Linked DNA regions of Mus musculus: region 1 is linked to region 2. The links are chromatin contacts, called in public Hi-C maps. All regions are on one chromosome and are shown on one strand. Each heading gives the region's core, a stretch centred on a gene start, on an enhancer-like site or on the middle of the called end of the contact. The rest is flanking DNA. Distances are from core to core; before and after follow the strand shown.

Evidence for each region. A called contact is a pair of places that touch in the nucleus more often than the background predicts.
Region 1: a Hi-C map of embryonic stem cells shows a contact between it and region 2, with 3 times the contacts expected there. The contact joins two enhancer-like sites. A contact is called at or near these places in 8 of 39 promoter capture datasets (the C10 cell line, the HPC-7 cell line, cranial neural crest and 5 more), 4 of 15 datasets of contacts at CTCF or cohesin (embryonic stem cells, large pre-B cells, pro-B cells and 1 more), 52 of 484 Hi-C or Micro-C datasets (B cells, the Ba/F3 cell line, the C2C12 cell line and 27 more), 13 of 115 datasets of contacts at active chromatin or transcription factors (CD8 T cells, the HPC-7 cell line, bone marrow-derived dendritic cells and 6 more) and 2 of 9 other capture datasets (embryonic stem cells and liver).

The regions. Positions count from the first base shown.
Region 1 is chr4:135,312,021-135,315,107 of GRCm38.p6, reverse strand. No RefSeq gene overlaps it. Among named protein-coding and RNA genes, the nearest start is that of Gm12984, 7.4 kb to the right of the region's middle. Within about 2 kb of position 1,262, at least 282 of the 459 cell types and tissues checked have an H3K27ac peak or open chromatin away from gene starts, as enhancers often do. A contact at or near this core is called in the Ba/F3 cell line, the C2C12 cell line, CD8 T cells and 6 more, where this site is marked.
Region 2 is chr4:135,017,967-135,021,145 of GRCm38.p6, reverse strand. No RefSeq gene overlaps it. Among named protein-coding and RNA genes, the nearest start is that of Gm42327, 32 kb to the left of the region's middle. Within about 2 kb of position 1,790, at least 47 of the 459 cell types and tissues checked have an H3K27ac peak or open chromatin away from gene starts, as enhancers often do. A contact at or near this core is called in the Ba/F3 cell line, the C2C12 cell line, CD8 T cells and 6 more, where this site is marked.

The sequences.
Region 1 (3,087 bases), core at 13-2,512, 290 kb before region 2:
AAGTGCAATCCTGAGAGCTGAACCCAGGCTCATAAAGACAGACCCTTGGCAAACACTGGTATTTTATCATACAACTAGGCAAAGTCCACTGATCCATGGCCTCTCTGCCTCTGTGAAATTCACAGTTCTGTGGACTGAGGACTCAGAACATTGGGCCTTCCTAGGGGACTGACTGACTCAGGCATGAATCTCCCATCCTGGATGTAGCCTTTAAACATTCACCTGGGCCAGTCTCCTTTCAGGAAGAAGGTGGAGGAGCTATGTGTCCATGTGGGTAGAGCTTGGGACCTGTTCCCGTCAGCCCTTGCTGGTGAGCTTGGGCAAGCCCTTATCTCTCTCTGGGGCTCTGGGTGCCCCTTATGGATGTACAGGCTGAGTTGGTATGTCTGATAATGCTACGGACTCACTTCTGACAAATGATAGGACATTTGAGGAACCACCATCACTGACGCATTCTCCCGGAAGCCAGTGAGGACACAGGGCCAGGTGCTGATGGAAAACGGGGCTATGCAATATCTGGGTGCTACAGGTCACACGAGGGACTCGCTGTCAAGACCTGTGACTGTATCCTTTACTATGACAAAACGGGTGGCAGAACGGACTCAGGGAGAGACATTGACAAGGGCTTATCTGTCACTGTGGTGAAGACGTGGCTGCCACAGTGGCTCAACCAGAGGCGGCAGGAGGTCCCGGTGTAGCCGCTGTGTTGCTTTTCTTAGGACAAGGCAGGCCACTGATGAGGCATTGAAAAAAGAGACGCAGCTAGACAAGGTGGCGCATGCCTTTAATCTCAACACTCAGGAGGCAGAGACAAGTGGATCTCTGAGAGTTTCAAGGCCAACCTAGTCTACAGAGTTCCAAAACAGCCAGGGCTACACAGAGAAACCCTGTCTTGAAAAACAAAAGAAGTATGTGCATGCATTCTTGAGCACACACACACACACCCCAAAATGAAAAAAAGAAAGTCTCACCCAGAGTCCAGCTTGGTTCAGACTTCCTGATGGAAGCATTGTGCAGGGAAACTCACAGGCGTGGGCGACTCAGAAAGCTGTGTCACCCAAAAGTCCCACATCTCTGAGGGATGGCTTCACGAGAATCGCATCATAGAGTTCTGCTTTCAGTTTCCCTTCCTTCTGTGACCTCAAGGGAGGCAGAGGGGAGCGAATGAGTCCTCGTGACCTCTCCACCTCTCTCAGAGTGAAGAGCGGCGGGTCCAGGATCCTTGCCACACACCTGGTTGTCTCTGAGTGTGTCTGCTGATGTCATTGCTATGACTACAGGGATAAGGGGTCAGCTGGTCACCACAGCGACCTTTGCTCCACCACAGAGGAAGGGTTGGACATACCTGGATGAAAAGCTAGGACAGTGGCTTGTTTGTATCTTGGTGGATCGGAAGCACTACCAAACAGTGACCTATGTGTATAATGCCCCGAAGGTTTCCCAACCTCCCACAAGCTGGAGTGTACAATGCATGGGTCTCTGGGTGGGGGTATTGCACATTCGAGTTGTCACCATGACTAAACAGGGCTGTTCATTTTGCTCAGTGTCTTCAGCTTACAGTGCACCGAGCTCGCGACAGATGACCAGCTCTTCTCATTTACACGTCAACCCTGGAGAGCGGTTGCTATAATTATCTGCGTTTACAAGATAAGGCAACTGAAGTCCCGAGGGGAAGGGACAACTCTAGCCAAAGCAAGCAGGAGAGGGGGAGGCAGGCCCAGCTTTAGTGCCTCAAAGCTAGCGTTTCTGTGTTTCTGTTTCCTGTCACCTAACACTCCCTCTTGAGGCATTCTTGGAAGCTGAAGGGTGTGGCAAGGACGGGGAGGCTGAGTTGACCTTCTCCAGGCCTCAGTTTCCTCGTCTGTAGAATGAAGCGATGCTTTGCGTTGAACTGAAAGCTAGAGATGGCTTTTCAGTGGGTCTCGGAGAAGAGTGTGCCTCTGCGAAACCCAAGAAGTGGGCTTCTTAAATAAATGCTGATGCGAGACAGGAAGTGGCCAAGTGTCTCAGAGCCATTGTTCCACCCCAGTGGAGGTGCCAGGATAGTTCAGGCAGGGTAAGAGGACAAAAACAAAACCGGGAGTCTTTATCTAGAACTCTCCTTTCAGAGCCTTCCAGGGAAACAGAAACTTCTGGACTGTCATTGCCGAGTTCCAAACATTTCAGAGGGCTCAGCAGGAAATCTGTCATCATCTGACCCTAGCCTTGGCATCAGCCATACAGAAGGCTGTCTGGGAAAGCCCCTCCCACTGGCAGCCTCTCTGCCATGGTCCTGCCCTGCACTGAATCCACCCTCCCCACAGCTGCAGTGGATCAGATGGCTGCCCAGCTCTCCCGCTGGGGTTGGGAGTCCCTTCTCTGGGCAGCAGCTTCATTCCTGGACTACAGAAAACCGTAGCCCAAGGACTCCGCATACTGTGTTTCTGATGCAGAGCCTCACCACAGGGTCACGAAGCGTCCTGAGTCCTTCTCGGCTGGTGCAGAAGTGTACCCTACACCCCCCCTCTGTTGGTGGATGGCAGGGCTCAGTCCCAGGGGTGTGATACTCTGGGAGTGGCTATGTTTCCCCAGTCTTGACTCTATCACTGTCTGAGAACCCTTTGAGGACTGTGCGGGACAGTGCTCCCCTTGGGTTCCCTCCAGGTTCCACTGAAGGCTTAGCATCGACTACGGTGGGTGTGCTCCTGGGTCATCTCCAGTGCCAGTCACCAAGAGCTCTGATCGCTCATAGCAGGACCCCCACTTCTGCTCCGCTCTGCTCCACTGAGTCCCTAGGTCCCTCTGTCAAAGGCTCCTACGGGATTTCTAAGTCTGTTCACTGGGATCAGGTTCATGGGCTCAGGGAGGAAGCCGAGGGCACAGGTTGCTTGTCCGTCTCATCTCAGCACCTAGGGCTGCTGATCTTCACCTTTCATTTGGGGAATTTACACGAGAGTCTTTTTTTTTTTTTTTTCTCTTGGTTTTGTATTGGGAGGGCTTGAGCCCAGGGTTGAGCATGTGTTTTTAAAAAGCGCCCTACACTTGGGAGCAGAGGCAGGCAGATCTCTGAGTTTGAGGCCAGACTGGTCTACAAAGTGAGCTCCAGGA
Region 2 (3,179 bases), core at 541-3,040:
GGGTCCTGTGTCTGCCCTTCAGAACAAAACCTGCCCAGTGTCATGCCTTCCATATGACCACCCTTCTCCTCCAGGTCAGCTGTCCCGAGTCCTCACCCACCCCTTAGAGCACAGGCCGATAGGACATGGGCTGACAGAATCACTCACAGTGTGCCTGCTCCCTGGGGTCTCAGCTGGGGCTGGAGGAGTGAGGACCCCCAGCTCAGCCACCAGCAAGAGAACAACTCCAGGAAGGAGCAGGAGCCATGGGGCCCAGAGAGGAGAGGAAGGAGAGGTAGCTGGAGGGACTGGAACAAACGAGCTCACTAAGGCTTTCTGGTTTGGGAAGGAGGGAGAGGCGCTGGGCAGAAGGCTGGGGAGGTTTAGCTAATTTGACCCACCTGTTCTGGCTACACAGCCTGCTGACCTATCCAAAGGGAAACTGTTGCCTTTCCAGTTGCTTTGGTCTGATCTGGAATGCTCTAAGACTCCTCATAGCTAGTCAGTGGTTTCCCAGAATTCCACTGTTCCTCTTTCTAAACAATTTTTTAAATTCTGTGTGTGGGCACGTAGAGTCCAGAGGATGGCATAAGATCCTGGAGTTAGCGTTGTGAGCCACCGGGCATGGGTGCTGGGAATCAGACTTGTCCTCTGGGACGGCAGCAAGCATCCCTAGTTGCTGAGTCACTTAAGCAGCTCCTACTCCTCTTTTTGAAATGCTATAGAGCCCCACCCCACCCTACCCCATTTCACCAGCTGTGACTATGGCTGCTGTGAGCACTGCCCTGCCCCACCCCACACCCCGCCCCACCCACCCCACCAGCTCTCTACTACAATGGCTGCTGTAAGGCCTCTTTGGAAGTTCATAAAGCATGAAGATGGGGGTCCAGCGGGGAGTCCTGATTCTCTCCAACCCAACTCTTCACCTTCTTGGACCTGCCATTTCTTCTAAACCATATTTGGTCTCTGTGTTGCCAAGAAAGGTTTGTAGAGAAAACCAGTGTGGGCTGAGTGAATGCCCAACATGGTGTGGACAGCAGCTCAGGGGCCTCCATCCTCTCAGGTCCCCAAGAGGCCTGAGGACAGCTGTCATGCAGCCTGAGTGTGCCCTTTCCAGGAACTCACCAGAGACGCCTCACCAGGAAGGAAGGAAGAAGAGGAGGAGGAGGAATAGAAGGAGGGGGAGGACAAAGAGGAAGAGGCAGAGGAAGAGGAGAAGGAAGAGGGAAGGAAGAGAGGGAGGAGGAGGAGAGGGAGGAAGAGGCGCTACTCGTTGCCTACTGGTCCAGAGCTCCTCTACCAAGTGGGAGACAAAGAGAACTGTGGCCCCTTTTGTCAGCAACCCCAAGTTGGTGACAAACTCAGAGAGCATTCTTTTGTCTCCTCCCTGTCCAAACCCCTCTGATCTCTGGCCCAGCTCAGGTGGGGGCGGGGGGGGGGGGTGGTCCTGAGGCTCAGTCAGTGGAGGTAGAGGCAAGATCTGCATTTTAACAAATGCTAGCAAGCACCTGTCATGAAGCGGTCACCTGCCATTTCTTGAACGCCACTGGAGGAAGGAAAATTCAAAACTATAAGGCTAACCAGGGATTCAGGACTGTTGTTCCAGCTACTTAGGAAGCTGAGGCAGGGGGATTGGAAAGTCAAGGGCTGCAGAGCAAATCCAAGGCCAGTCTGGGCAAATCAATGAGACCGTGTGTGGAAATAGGGGCCTGCCTAGCATGGGTAAAGCCCCGAGTTTCATGGCCAACACTGTAGCACAATGTCACTTTGTGTCTGACTTGAGATGTGACTCATGCTGAGAGACACTGTCTGTATAATGAGGTGTCTGTGGGCTGTTTGCAGCTTTAGCTTTTATCTTTCATTGCATCTCCTAGATCATCTGCAATAAGCACCAGTTATTTTTAGTCAGAGCAGAACATGTGAGCCCTTTGTTGGGGACTCTGCCCACAAGAGCTAGCTGACCCTGCTCCCTAACTCTGGCCTCATGGAGGCTTGGCTCTTTGCTGTTGCCACACTTGTCCCCCAGCTCCCCACAAAAAGGCCTGACCTGGGACTTCTGGTTCAGATCCTTCCAGGTGCCCTCACAGGTAGCGTACTCTCTTCCACGAGCAGACCTGCAGCCAACAGGACCTTGTCAAGTGTGCAACACCATGGACGCCACCAGTGTTCTTCAGCTCAGAAGCCTTGGTCACGCCTGAGCTCTGCCCAAGCCTGCTGCTCTGCCCCTATGCCAGGTTCTGGGGTGATCCAGCCTGCCCTCAATACCCACCAGCCTGTCCAGTATCACAGAACAACCCTGGGTGGTTCTATACTGAATGTCCTTCTTTCATTGTGAGCTATGCTGGCTGTAAATGTGAACACAGGTTTGCAGGGTCTAGAGAGGCAACTTCTTCATGCTCACAGCCATGACGAATCAACAAGTAGGCTCCTTGTTCTGACATGGTCTTGCAGGGAGACCGTACCCAAATCAACCCAGCATCTCTGCATCGATAGACAATTCTGTCCAGTAATGAAACTGCTTTAAAGAGAGGTGGCAGATACCGGACACGCCTGCTGTGCCCTCCATGGCTTCACCCTGACAGACATTACTAATGAATCTTAGGATCCTTTGCTGTGGAGTCAAATCCATACCTCAGAATTTGTCTTAACACTGTGTACCAAGCAAAACAAACATTCAAGGCAAAAGCAGTTTACTTTTGTAACAAACTAGCTGATTAAAATGTAAAAAACCGTCAATCCTCAGTTCTCCAAGCTGAAGAACAGTGGTCAACACAGTGAACTGAGATGAGTTTTGGGTAAGAGTCCGCATTAAAGCCTGTTCGGAAGTCAGACTTCCTGCAGCCACCAACCATCATAAGCCAACTCCAGACCAACTACTTCCACCTTCCTGGAACCGACCGCTGGTCATTCGGCTGGCGCCCCCTACTGTCCAACAGTCTTTACTGCAAGTTTTCCATTTCCCCTCCTAGAGGAAGCACACACTGGCATGATCCCCGCACTGGGCCACACTGTCTCCTACTAACTGGGGAGGGCGGGGAGGAGGGGGTGGTTCTGTGTGACCCTGCTCTGTGTCTTCCCTTCCTCACCACATGTCATTCACACAGAGTTCTGTGGTCCATCCTCAGTTGGTAAACTCAGACCACCTGAGGAGAGGAGCCTGGTTCTTGGTCACACAAGTCCAGGACAAAACCAGGACTCGG